Linked DNA regions of Mus musculus: regions 2 and 3 are each linked to region 1. The links are chromatin contacts, called in public HiChIP or PLAC-seq and Micro-C maps. All regions are on one chromosome and are shown on one strand. Each heading gives the region's core, a stretch centred on a gene start, on an enhancer-like site or on the middle of the called end of the contact. The rest is flanking DNA. Distances are from core to core; before and after follow the strand shown. Region 1 holds the start of En2 (engrailed 2). Region 2 holds the start of Cnpy1 (canopy FGF signaling regulator 1). Region 3 has its middle 7.8 kb from the start of Gm35223.

Region 1 (4,068 bases), core at 615-3,114:
GGCACCCTTCCCCATAAGTACAGGGTGGCCATCCCACTTACATACCAGGCCTGTTCCCAGCATCTACCCAAACCTACCTCCAGCAGCTTGAGCCTAAAATTTCTGGGGGTGGTTGTCTGTGTGGGCTAACTTCTGGAACAGCCCTTGGGAGTTATTGCCCTTGCTGAAACCTGCCAGGTAGACAGTTATGTGCACAATGAGGCATTGCTTGGTGTGGGTGCCCAAGTCCAGACACAACTGTCAGCCTCCAGATAGCCTGGCAGGCCTCCATGCCTGGGTTCTGTAGGCTCTGATTCCTGCCCTTCACCAGGACCTGGCAGTTCCTTATAGGAGGCTACCTGGGTTTCAAGTGTGGTAGCCAACAGGCAGGACTTATGAACAACAGCAGCCTGGGGCCAGACACCCAGAAAGCCCTCTGATGTGATCCTAGGCTGTCTGAGGACTTTTATTATTATGCAGCCCTCCTGTGCCCGCCCCCCAGCTGCCCTTCTGGATGTTTCTCAAAGTTAATACATTTCCATATTTTTTTTCACAGACGTGGGAGCCTGTAGTAACCAGAATTTTGGTAGGGGAGAGAAAAGCAAACTGAAAAGATCTTGGGAGATGTTGGGGAAAGAGAGTAGAAAAGAGCCATTCTGTCAGCAACTGGAGGGAAGTTTAGAGAAGGAATAAAGACAGAGCAAGGGAAAACAAATTGGAGCTCCCCCTCCTATCACAGCATCCCTATTCTTTCAAATTAGCCTTGCTTTCTTCCAAAATCAGCTTAAATGTTTTGATACAAAGATAAGGAGATCAGTGGCCTGGTGGCTCAACATAGGAAATGGGGAGTACTGATGACTGGCTCTCTGTCTCAGTCTCTGTCTCTGACTGGCTCTCTGTCTCTCTCTGTCTCTCTCTGTCTCTCTCTGTCTCTGTCTCTCTCTCTCTCTGTCTCTGTCTCTGTCTCTCTGTCTCTCTGTCTCTCTCTCTCTCTCTCTCTCTCTCTCTCTCTCTCTCTCTCTCTCTCTGTGTGTGTGTGTGTGTGTGTGTGTGTGTACAGCTGTATTCAGGATCACTTGTGGGGTGGATGGGTTAAAGGTTTGGCTAAGCAGTCATCACTCATTTCTAAATTAGAAGATCATGTTATAACCCTTCTTAAATAATCCTTTTATTTCTCCTTTCTTAAATGGTGCACTAAAGTGTATTCTCGCATAGATAAAGATCTACGTTGAGGTTCCCGAGGAGCCACTGTCCACGGGTGGAATCTTTCCGTATGCATGCGTCTCCTGCACAGGCACAAACATGCATGCTGAGAGTAGGATTCTGCAGGTACCTGTGCTCTTGCCTGCCGATTAGGACTGCACGCTGCTGGGGAACCAAAGTGACAATTTTCCCCTCCACCAGCAAAGAAAGCGGGTCACAAACGTCCCTTTGTATCTCGGTACCTCATTTAATTTTATTTATGCATTTTGTGCAAGGAATTGTGGGATCTCACCACACCGTAAACAATATGGGAATGTTAAAAAATAACGATCTTTCGGCGCGTGTCCAGTTAGGCGTAGCAGTGACCTGGTGGGACTGTTCACAAGCTTCCTCAGCGTCTCTAACCGAGAGAAGATGAGGAGTGCGAGTGAGCACCGCTGACTCGCCGATGGATCTGGCTGGATTATAGGCTCCCGCGCCGGGAGCCCTGGGCACGGCCACTTTAAAGGGGGGAGGGGAGGTGGCGGCGGGGGAGGGGCGGCAGGCGGTTCCTGTCACCAAGCTGCCGCGGGCGCGTCACGTGGATGAGCGGCGCGGCTGCCATTGGCCCGAGGCACGTGTCCAGGAGACCGGCCCGCGACGTCACTTGAGGGGGCTCTGTTAAAAATAAGAACAAAAATCCAGAGTGAAAGTGTCTCAGGTTGCGCTAAGTGGCCTGAAATTTTCCCGAGCCCGCGCGAAAGCCGAGGCAGCGAAGGCGCGCGGACCGGGAGGGAGGGAGCGCAGGAGGCCCTGCCCGGCCCGGCCTCCCGCCCCTCACTCATGCGGCTCGGGCCGCGGGGCTGCGCGGGGCTCAGCGGGGGCGCAGCCGCTCGCCCGTGGGGCGCCCCGGCCCGCAGCGGGGCGGCGGCCTGGCGCGGGGAGCCCCGGGGCGGGCGGAGCGCAGCGCGGGCCCACGGCCCTCCATGTGCGTGCTGGCGGCTGCGGGCGCGCTGAGAACCCGCGCCCAGCAGCCTCGAGGGTCGGCCGGGACCGGCGGGTGGCAACGGCCGAGCAGTGGCTGCCCGAGCGGGCCCGAGCGGCAGTGAGCGCGGGCGGCGCGCTGCCTGCATGCGCGCGGCAGCGGCGGAGGCGGCGGCGCCGGAGCCCGAGGCTGCTGACCACCAAAAGGAGCGCGGAGTTGCACGGACGTCCCGGGTCCCCGGAGTGGTGCGGTGACCATCTAGAGTCCGGTGCGTCGCCAAGACCGGGACCCGCTTCCGTTGAATCGCCCGGCGTCCCTGCCGGCGGGGAGACTGGTGATTTGCTAACGCACTCCGTGGATCCGAACGTGGCTTGGCTCCGAGCGCGCCCGGCGACCTGTAGGACTCCAGCCCTGGCCACTGTCGCCGCTCGCACGCTCGGAGGACTCGGCTGCGTAGGAGCGCTCGGGGCTCGCTGTGTGCCGCGGATCGGCCGGAGATCGCTTTGGCGGTGGGCCGGTGGAGAGGCGATTTGGGATTTTCTGTGAAGTATGGAGGAGAAGGATTCCAAGCCCAGCGAGACGGCGGCGGAGGCGCAGAGACAGCCGGAACCCAGCTCCGGCGGCGGCTCTGGCGGCGGCAGCAGCCCGAGCGACTCGGACACCGGCCGCCGGCGGGCTCTGATGCTGCCCGAGGTCCTACAGGCGCCAGGCAACCACCAGCATCCACATCGCATCACCAACTTCTTCATCGATAACATCCTGCGGCCTGAGTTTGGCCGCCGAAAGGACGCGGGGACTTGCTGTGCGGGCGCGGGCGGAGCCAGGGGAGGCGAAGGCGGCGCTGGCACTACCGAAGGAGGCGGCGGCGGCGCAGGCGGAGCCGAGCAGCTACTGGGCGCCAGGGAGTCCCGACCGAACCCAGCGTGCGCACCCAGCGCGGGAGGAACGCTCTCCGCCGCCGCTGGCGACCCTGCGGTCGACGGAGAAGGAGGTTCCAAGACGCTATCACTTCACGGTGGTGCCAAAAAACCCGGCGATCCTGGGGGTTCCTTGGATGGAGTGCTCAAAGCCCGGGGCTTGGGCGGCGGTGACCTGTCGGTGAGCTCCGACTCGGACAGCTCTCAAGCCAGCGCCACTCTGGGCGCGCAGCCCATGCTCTGGCCCGCTTGGGTCTACTGCACGCGCTATTCTGACCGGCCTTCTTCAGGTGAGCCCATGGGAATCAGGCCGCTGAGGGGAGGCCCGCGGGGCTAGGGAGGGCGCTTCCTAGTAAACTTGCACGGAGGGAAAGGATCACATTTTCTCCTGCACACACACACACACACACACACACACTCCTCACCGAAGCGTCAAAGAGCAGCAGCCAGGCAGTTGGAAGGACACACAGACCTAGGACTCTGTTCTTCTCTCATCTCATCTCTCTCAGAGCCTCTCACAGACTCTCTCTCTCTCTCTCTCTCTCTCTCTCTCTCTCTCTCTCTCTCTCTCTCTCTCTCTCTCTCTCTCTCTCTCTTTTTCCTGGACCCTGTAAACTCTCTGCCATCCTCAGGCCCATAGTCCCCAGAACTGGTTATTCCAACTCTGGGTGCTCTCCTGCTCCATTCTTGGCCTAGTGTGACCGCTGCGAAGGAGCAGAGGAAAAACCACAAGAAAGCGGTGAAAACTGGGGCACCCTTTGCCAGTTTATCTGACGAACCCGGTAGTTCGTTCCATCCTGCAAGCCCGCGGCTTGGAGAAGGTGCAAAGATCTCAGAGCCTCCATCAGGCAGAAAGGAACCTTCAAGTGTTTTACGATGCTACCAAGAGTGAGAAGGTGGCGGCTTTCAGAGGGGGGTGTGAAGAGGTTCGGACAAATTTTCTCCATTCGTTTATAATTTTTAAGACCTCGTAGACGCGGGCCTGCGGTTAGAAAGCGCCATTAG
Region 2 (4,068 bases), core at 851-3,350, 44 kb after region 1:
GACACTTCAGGCAGGAGGAAGCACAAAGTTGTCATGGGGTCTGAAAGTGTTAAATTTTGTGTGTAGTTATTTCTCAAGAAGGACCAGGTGGCCTTCTTTGGAACTCGGAGGTTACTTACTGAGAGCCATCCACTGGAGACTTGTAAACCATCTCTGAGTTCATTAAGCAAGACTCTAAGATTTTAAAATGGCATTTAAAAATATTTAAATTCCACTATAATGTGTTTATTGAAAACCTGTGAAAGACAAACACGCTCACATCCGTGTCCGGGTTCCATGGGACTTTTAGCCCTGAATCATTGCCCTCGCTTTTTAATTAAAATGAAATCTCCAAATGTCAGCTACAGCCCCATGTTGGGGCTGAAGCAGGCCTGACATTTCGGCCACTGTGTGAACTTAATAAATTTTTTTAAACAAGGCCTGCCCATCACTGTGTGATTCTACAGCAATGTATTTTTTCAAGGCACACCCTAGTAAGACTGAGGTTAACTTTTTGTAAAATCAGCTTTAGCTGATTTAGCTTTAGCTCTTGACCCACTTGGTGTAGCCTAGCCTGAGATACAAAACTTGAATTAACCCTAGGAAAACACTCTTCCCGAGAAGCCTGTGGGGGTGGGAGAAAGGATTTTGGGGCCACAGCTCCAACATTTATCTCTCTCTATATATATATTTGTTAACGACTCTTGGCCTCCATTCGGATTTCAGCTGAGAAACCACAACCCCTGCTTCCTTAGGCAACAAGAAAGGCTCTCCATACCAGCAGAATACCCAGACAAGCAATGTGCAAATGGTGTCCATGTCCCCAGGACAGGGGACACAAGGCACCTTGCTTTTATAAAACTCCCTTCACCTTCCCCACAGATCACCGAAGCATGCCACCACCCCTGAGATGTCTCACAAGCCAAAGCACCAAGTGTTCAATGAAGACTTAAGCTGAGGGGCAGCACAGGACAGCAGGGCTGTGAGTGTACCTGACTGTGCACTGTTCATCAACCACTCAAGAGTAGCTCCAGGAAGGCAAGGGGAACCCCAACAGGCTCTTAGAAGGGGGCTTACCGCGAATTTCAAAGGTCTGAAGGCATCAGAATAAAAGAAGAACTTTTTATATTCTTTGTATATTTTGTCTCCCTTCCTCGGAGCATATCTCCTGAAATACTTCTGCTTGGTCACTGGGTCGTCCTCCAGCTGGTAATCGTTCATTCGCATACACACTTTATCCAAAAGGTCGATGAGGAACGCCTCGGACTGGGCCAGGGGAACCTACAAGAAGAACAGAACCAGCCAGGACACTTGCCCATGCCCACGCCCACGCCCACGCGGGTCCAGTGAACAAGTGAAGGGACGGCTTCCCGCAGCCGCATCATTCTTTATGCAGCTTAAAGCAGGCTTAAATTCTAGTGAGAAAATAACGTGCTTGACAGTGGACAGTAAGAGACAGAGAAATCTAGAAGCTGTACTTAAAGATAATTTTTAAAAGTTGTTGAGTAGAGGCTGAAGCACAGAAAATGGGAGGAGAGGGGGGCGTCGAGAGCGCATCAGTTCTGTGGGGAAGCCACACTTCTGCCCATCCCGCGTCGCGCTGCCCCCCTCGCCTTCCGGACTTCCCGAGGAGGCTATGCGGGGTCCACACCGAGGTTGTCAGGGGCAGCAGGGCCCGGTTGCCCCTCATCGGCCTCGGCTTGCTCTGGGAACAGCTGGCGCGCGTCCCGGGAGCCCCTCTCCCTCCAGGACCTGCCGGGGCGCGCTGGGATCCGTGCCACCACCTCCGCCCCGGGCGCGGGTCAAAGAGCACCCCGCGCCCTTGGAAACCGAGACAAAACCTTGTGCGGCGTCTAGACGGGTCAAGGTGCAGGAGGCCGGGTCCCTGCGGCTCCTTCCGGAAGGGGCGTGGAGCCGCCAAGGGCGTTCGTCCGGGCCCGCGGCTTTGCGGGCTTTCTCTCTCTCCACCCTCTGCTGATCAAAGAAGGAAGTTTGCATGACAACTGCGCTGAAAGGGGCTGCATGACAAATGAACTCGGTTTCTGCAGTGTTGATATATCCAGCTCCCTTTGTCCCCTTTCACACGCAGTGTGAACCCTTCCGGTGCCAACGACTGCGCGACATTCACTGGCGCGCTCGGGGCGCACAAAGGGTCCCGACGTTTCCCCGCCATCTGGCCGCAAAGCCGATCCGCAATTAATTTGAAAGCGCGGATGGCGGAGCCCGAGAGGAACACTCCCTGATCGCCGCCGCCCCCAGCGTCCACCAGGAACCGACCCCAGGCACGCACTTTACCCGGAGCGCAGGGACGGAGCACGAGGATCGCGCCGCACCTGCTGCGGCCCAGGTGAACCTCAGGCCACCGGGAACTCTCAAGGCTCTTGCTTCGCAAGAGCAATTAATTAAATGCGTCTGCGAACTAAAATGAGAACACTTCACAGCAGGTGTCAAGTTTTTTTTTTTTCAAATTCAGTAAACTAAAAATAAATAAATGTCTACAGTGAAAAACCTAGATTCTACAATGGCACTTTCAAATACAAATGGCATTTTTATCTGTGCTTTTCAAGCTTTATAAGTTGCAAAGAAGAAATTCACAGGTTTACTGGCACAACTGAAAATCGGATGACTCTCCGGTAAACTCGGAGAGTTTACTGGGAAAGGCGCGAGATCGCAAAGGTGAATTCTCACACGAAAGACTCAAAGCAGGTCTTTAACACAACGAGGGCTCGGATTTTCCGGGATGCCCGACTGTTGAGCATCTTTCCTTAACTGTTAACGTAAAAGTGTCAGTTTATAGTTGTCCACAAAGCAGGATTTTAAGTCACAGCGAAAGAGGGTCATTCATTTAAAAAAACCTAACAGCAACTAGGAATTTCATTCTCTCCTTCCCTCTCCCATGAAAAAAAGCAAGCAGGCTCTGTGTAGGAGTGGGGAAGGGTCTTGGGTGGGACGTCTCAGGCATAGGGAAAGGGCCCTGGGAAGACCAGTCCGGTTACCAGGTCGGAAGGTCCTCACATACTAAGCGTGTCTTCGCCTCCTTAGAAACTGTTCTGTTTTAGTTCCCTTTTCAAGTTGACCTAATACCTAGAGCTGTGTACAGAAGAATGCTGAGTCTTAGAAGTTTGTTTTAAAGTATAACCTTACACCTTTGGATAAGGAGGCAGTGTGCCCTCCTTTAGCACAAATAGTGTGTGTGTGTGTGTGTGTGTGTGTGTGTGTGTGTGTGTGTGTGTTCGCGCGCGCGCGTGAATTTCTACAGGTTTTGTTTTGCCCTTTTTTTTTTTTAAGTCTGAAGATTGACAGCTTTTGAATGGCGTTAGCTAGCTAGCCTTTTGCAGTAGTCTTTAAAATCAGGCGCAGTTGCTGCTGAGGGCTTACAGGATGCTAGATAAGCATCTCCAGAAAGGGAAAGGGCCCTCCCAACGTGATAGTGCTGAGGTCATTTTACCGAAGAATCTCCAAATTTTGATCTTAAAATCCCCAAGCACCGTGTATTGGGAAAACATTTTAAAAAGATGTTTCTCATCACAGCTCTTCATACATGTATTAACATTACATTAATATGACTGTACTCAGCTGACCCACCTTTGGTATATTTAAAGACTGTTCATAGAATAATTGACCCCCACCCCCTACCCCCGATTGTTCGGATTCTAAGAGTGCAGTACGTAGTGAGACAAGTGGAATAAGAACCAAGTCTTTCTTTGTACACAGTGAAGGTTTTGAATGGGACTTGTCAATAAAGCGACTCCCTTTGTGATCTTCCAGGAACCTCGCCTCTGCAGGCAAGGACTGTCTCAGAGATACTGGCCTCATTAAAATATGAATGGAACAGGCCGCCATCACCACTGCTGTGTCGGTAGAAAACCCGTTCATGCTCTGGAACAGTTTTCTTCCTGTTTTATGGGGACTTTTATAGCATGTTAGAAATGTAAAAGTGATCTGGGATCTTTTCCTTACTATTCTGGGGAACCACAGTCAAAGTAAACCCAACACCTCGCAGTTTTGAAGCCCTCCTACACCTCTAAATCACACGTGGCACATGCCGTATCTACCCCACCCCCTTAGGCTTCTCCTAGCCACTGGCTT
Region 3 (4,068 bases), core at 686-3,185, 34 kb before region 1:
CTTTCCAATACAAATAAAGCTAAGGGGAAAGCTCAATGGTGAACAAGAAACTGGGACTTTTTGTTGCTTAGCTCAGACCAAAGAGCAGCCGTTACAGTTTCTGGAATGGTTTCGGCCCTGACAGTCCTGTGACACCCTCATCATCACCTTCTGTGCAGTTTCAGGGAATCCAACACCTGGCCTCTGTGGACACCAGGCATTCACACGGTGCACAGACATACACGCAGGCAAACACTTAAACACAATCAAATAAAATATTGAAACAATAGGGGCTGGAGAGACAGCTTACAGGTTAAGAACACTGGCTGCTCTTGCAGAGGAGCCAGGTTGGCTACCCAGCACCTACATGGTAGCTCACAACCATTGCTATTTCCAGTTCCAGAGAATCTGATTCCCCTCTCTGGCCTCTGTAGGAAGTGTATGTATATGTATGGTACACAGACATACATGAAGGCAAAACACTCATACACATGAGCTAAAAATCTTTTTAACATAAATAAATAAGGAACCATGCATACTGAGTGTACGTATCTGTTGGCGTGGAAGCACACACCTCATGCAGAGCACTTCGAAACAGGTATGTTACTTGAGGCGTTCTACAGGATTCCAGGTCTGAAAACAACTATTTAAAACTCAATTTTAAAACCATGATGCTTTTCTAGACACTCTATTTTATGTTTGTTACCTCTAAGGTGAGCTCAAATTTTCCAAACTCTCTTTCCTTAGCTCTCAGGGTTCCATCAGAGGAAGGAAGGCTTTCCCTGACACGGACCATGGCCCTGAGTCGTCTGTCCTCTAGGAGGGCCTTGGCGGAGAGGGACATCTATTGCTCATGCACTGGCTTTGGCAAGACTTTTCCTGACTTACTTTGAGAAAGCTGAAGTCTCATGTTTAATCTTCTTCAGGCAACCTACAGATTGTTCTGTAAGGAATCCCTGAGGACTTCCTTCCCTGTGTAGACAGAAGTCCTGGAGCTTCATGCAGAAGACTATCAATTTCCCATTTTCCACCAAATACGGATGAATGTGCCTGACACATTCCTGAATTTGGTTAACTTGAACTATCACGAAGCCCAAACACCAAGACGGAGCGTGCATCTGGTCTTGTCATCTTAATAATATCACCCCTGACTGGTGGCTTGCCAACTGTTATAGGCGTGGATCTGAGGCCAGAGGGTACCTGCTGAAATTTTCAGGTTCCTGTGTCCTGGGACAAGGAATTGGACCAGGGCCACATACATAATGATTAAAAATAGAGACAGTTTATTAAGAAAGAAACAGGCACTCTCAGGAATGGAGGTGGGGCAGAAAACTGGGAAAAGTCGGAGACTCTAAAGCCCTGAGCAGTAAGATTCCTGAGCCTTTCTAAGGCGTGTACATAGGTCATCTTCTCTGGCATTGGGAGATCCCAGCTGGACATCATGGAGGGGTTCTCGTGTCTGCTATTGTTACAGGAAGCCTGTGATTGGAGTGGGAGTCTCTGCCACTAGTTTCTTCTGTGTATTGTTAATCTTGATTTAGCCTCTGTACCTTCCCTCTCTGCATTATCCTCAACCTCATCCTGTATTCTCCTTAAATAGGACAAAAGTGAGGACATGCAAGGGCCAGGCTAGAGATGCTGAGTGAAATGCCTTCTCCTGCTCTGCATCTTGCCCTCTCTCTGCCCCAAGAGTCTACACCATGGGCCACTTGAGTAGGGGTGGCTGGAGCAGCATGCTTGTTCAACCACTGGTACAATGCAGACCCTTTGTGAAGACATCCTCAGTAAGAACAGCACAGGGCATCCTCCTCGTGTGGCAGGGCTGGCAGGGGCAGGGGAGGCTTAAGGCATCACCTGACAAAGGCTTCTTCTGCATCAGATACTCTGTCTCTAGGCTCTCTGTATAGCCAGCTGACAAAGACTATGGTGTGATGTTTACATTAAATGTAGCACCAGGAGAGAAACCTCACCTGGTGCTGACCTTTGTGCCACCTCTGCCAGTCACTCTCCTTCCCTCTCCCTGTCTCTACCACTAAAGGCAAAATACCCTGGCTTACTCTGAGACCTAGGGAAGTAGCCACGCCCATGTCAAGAGTGTCCCATATGTGAGCTCAAGCTTTCTTAGAAACAGGGAGCATGGAGTATAAGGGGGAACAGTAGTTCTGAGAATTACCAACTAGAGGCTTCAGCCAGCTGTCTGTAGATGAATGTGCTTCCACTGTGGAGTGCACCGTGCTACGTCGGAACCTTGCTGCTCCCCAGCCACAAGGTGCTGGACCACATACTTAAGTCATTGAGGCTTCCATTTCGAGTTAGATGCTACCAGATCACACGATCTAAAGCCTCACTTGATAGGTCGATCGATCGCTCACTCCATGGCAGGGATACTCAGGATCATTGTGCCTGTGATGTCTCACCTTGCTATTTCTATATCGAACTTGGACTTGAGACCCCCCCCCCACTCATAGGAGCATGTTCACTGAGCACCTACTGTGTGTGTGCTGCAAACACCTCATGTCTATTGCTACAGGCAGATATAAAGGTAGAGGCAAAGCACATAGCTTCATCCTGGGAAAGCCCACAGGTCATGCGAATAAGGCAGAAGACACGACCACGTGACAAGTGTATATACAGGGCATGACCTGCATAAGATGCCTGGGGTGTATGAGATTTGTCCTTCTATTGGACGACAAAGGGGGACATGGATATATGAAGGACACACAAATGAGATCAGAAAGAGCAGCGTGGGCTGAGGGACAGCTGGCAGGCATTCAGAGCTGAAGGTCAGGGATTGTGTTTTATAGATGTAGAGCCAGGATTCTATTCTGTGAAAGAGGCAGAACTAGGTTTTTGATCAGAGAAGGGATTGGTGGCATCTTGATCTAAGATGCCAAATACAGAGTAGGAGCAACTGGGGCTTGGGGCACACTTCTAATCTGATGATACAGTGGGCAAGAGCTGAAACCAGAATGAAGTTGTCTGCTCAGAGTCTGCTGCCATCTGACCTCTTGATGCTCATTCTCCAGGACCCTAAAGAGGTCTAGTCCATGCAGAAAAGTGTGTCCATACTCCTCTGCTTAGGCCCATCTCCCTCTGCCTCCTAAGCCCGCCTCCATGGAGCTGGCTAGTGGTCAGTGCATGCTTCGTGGCTCCCACTCTGGTGCCTGAGCCACAGAAGTTCTAGCACATCTGTTCCTGGCCCACAGCCAGAGGTGTCTTTGCCTAATCCACATGGTCTCAGAGTGGAGACACAGGTGTCCTGGCTACTCAGAAGCCAGGTTGCTGCTGCTGCTGCTGCTGCTGCTGAGCACTGGAGAGCTCATTTCTACCACGTTTATGCCAGTTCTTGTCAGATGAACTATTTCAAAAATAAAACAGAAGCTACAGGGCTCTCCTCTTACCCATGCTGGCTAATGCCCCACCCAGACAGTGCTGAGCCCTGCCTTTGTTATTTTTTTTTTTTTTATAAAGCTTAGCATCCTTTTTATCTGAGCCCTAGAGTGATGAGACCACACAGTCCATGTGGTCAGGTGGGTGTACATGGCAAGGAAAGGCTGAATGCCGACGCACTGTGTCCTGTACAGGATGGCAGAACAGCTTAAAGTTTGCTCACTCTAGTGGGATGGCACAAAATTTAAAACACTTACATATTTATTCTAGAATCTTCCACGTAATATTTTCAGGCATAATTGACCAAGGAAAACAAAGCCAGGGGGAAAGAGACTCCTAGTGCTCAAAGAAAGGCTACAGGAGAAGCAAGACAGAGCCTGCGCATGAATCCTTCTTACACTCTTCTACTCTGTCTGACTCCTGAAACCTGTCCCATGGCCCAGCCTGCTCTCATCCCCTGCTCCTGTCCCTTCTGCATTCGTCCTTGCTTGCTTATTGTCACTGCATCTCCACACCCATCCAGACATGATCAGACATGAGTTGGGCTGTCATGGGAAGTGAGTTTTCTAGCTGTTGAATCTACATCTAGAAAGACACAGCCCTGTGTGTTGTTTGGTTGACTCTAGCTTGTGATGCTATACTGAGTAGATGCAAAATTGCCTCTCGCCTGAAGAGAGAGGAAGGCCAGAAGAAGGGGAG

Evidence for each region. A called contact is a pair of places that touch in the nucleus more often than the background predicts. HiChIP or PLAC-seq counts read pairs in DNA pulled down with a chosen protein or histone mark.
Region 2: a contact with region 1 is called in an H3K4me3 HiChIP or PLAC-seq map of embryonic stem cells, with 69 read pairs. The contact joins the promoter of Cnpy1 here to the promoter of En2 in region 1. A contact is called at or near these places in 7 of 39 promoter capture datasets (3T3-L1-derived adipocytes, cranial neural crest, embryonic stem cells and 4 more), 36 of 484 Hi-C or Micro-C datasets (LSK cells, the N1E-115 cell line, brain and 20 more), 16 of 115 datasets of contacts at active chromatin or transcription factors (astrocytes, craniofacial prominence, embryonic brain and 4 more) and 4 of 9 other capture datasets (adipose tissue, embryonic tail, liver and 1 more).
Region 3: a contact with region 1 is called in a Micro-C map of the AtT-20 cell line, with 1.8 times the contacts expected there. The contact joins the enhancer-like site here to the promoter of En2 in region 1. A contact is called at or near these places in 6 of 39 promoter capture datasets (cranial neural crest, embryonic stem cells, frontonasal cranial neural crest and 3 more), 1 of 15 datasets of contacts at CTCF or cohesin (stem cell-derived epiblast-like cells), 70 of 484 Hi-C or Micro-C datasets (the AtT-20 cell line, B cells, LSK cells and 37 more), 18 of 115 datasets of contacts at active chromatin or transcription factors (Th17 cells, astrocytes, bone marrow-derived macrophages and 9 more) and 5 of 9 other capture datasets (adipose tissue, embryonic tail, embryonic trunk and 2 more).

The regions. Positions count from the first base shown.
Region 1 is chr5:28,163,832-28,167,899 of GRCm38.p6, forward strand. It overlaps En2 (engrailed 2), which reads left to right and starts at 1,865. Exons shown (of 2, transcript NM_010134.4): 1 at 1,865-3,353. The coding sequence starts at 2,696.
Region 2 is chr5:28,208,068-28,212,135 of GRCm38.p6, forward strand. It overlaps Cnpy1 (canopy FGF signaling regulator 1), which reads right to left and starts at 2,101. Exons shown (of 3, transcript NM_001310511.1): 1 at 1,057-2,101. The coding sequence starts at 1,206.
Region 3 is chr5:28,129,691-28,133,758 of GRCm38.p6, forward strand. No RefSeq gene overlaps it. Among named protein-coding and RNA genes, the nearest start is that of Gm35223, 7.8 kb to the left of the region's middle. Within about 2 kb of position 1,936, at least 3 of the 459 cell types and tissues checked have an H3K27ac peak or open chromatin away from gene starts, as enhancers often do. A contact at or near this core is called in the AtT-20 cell line, where this site is marked.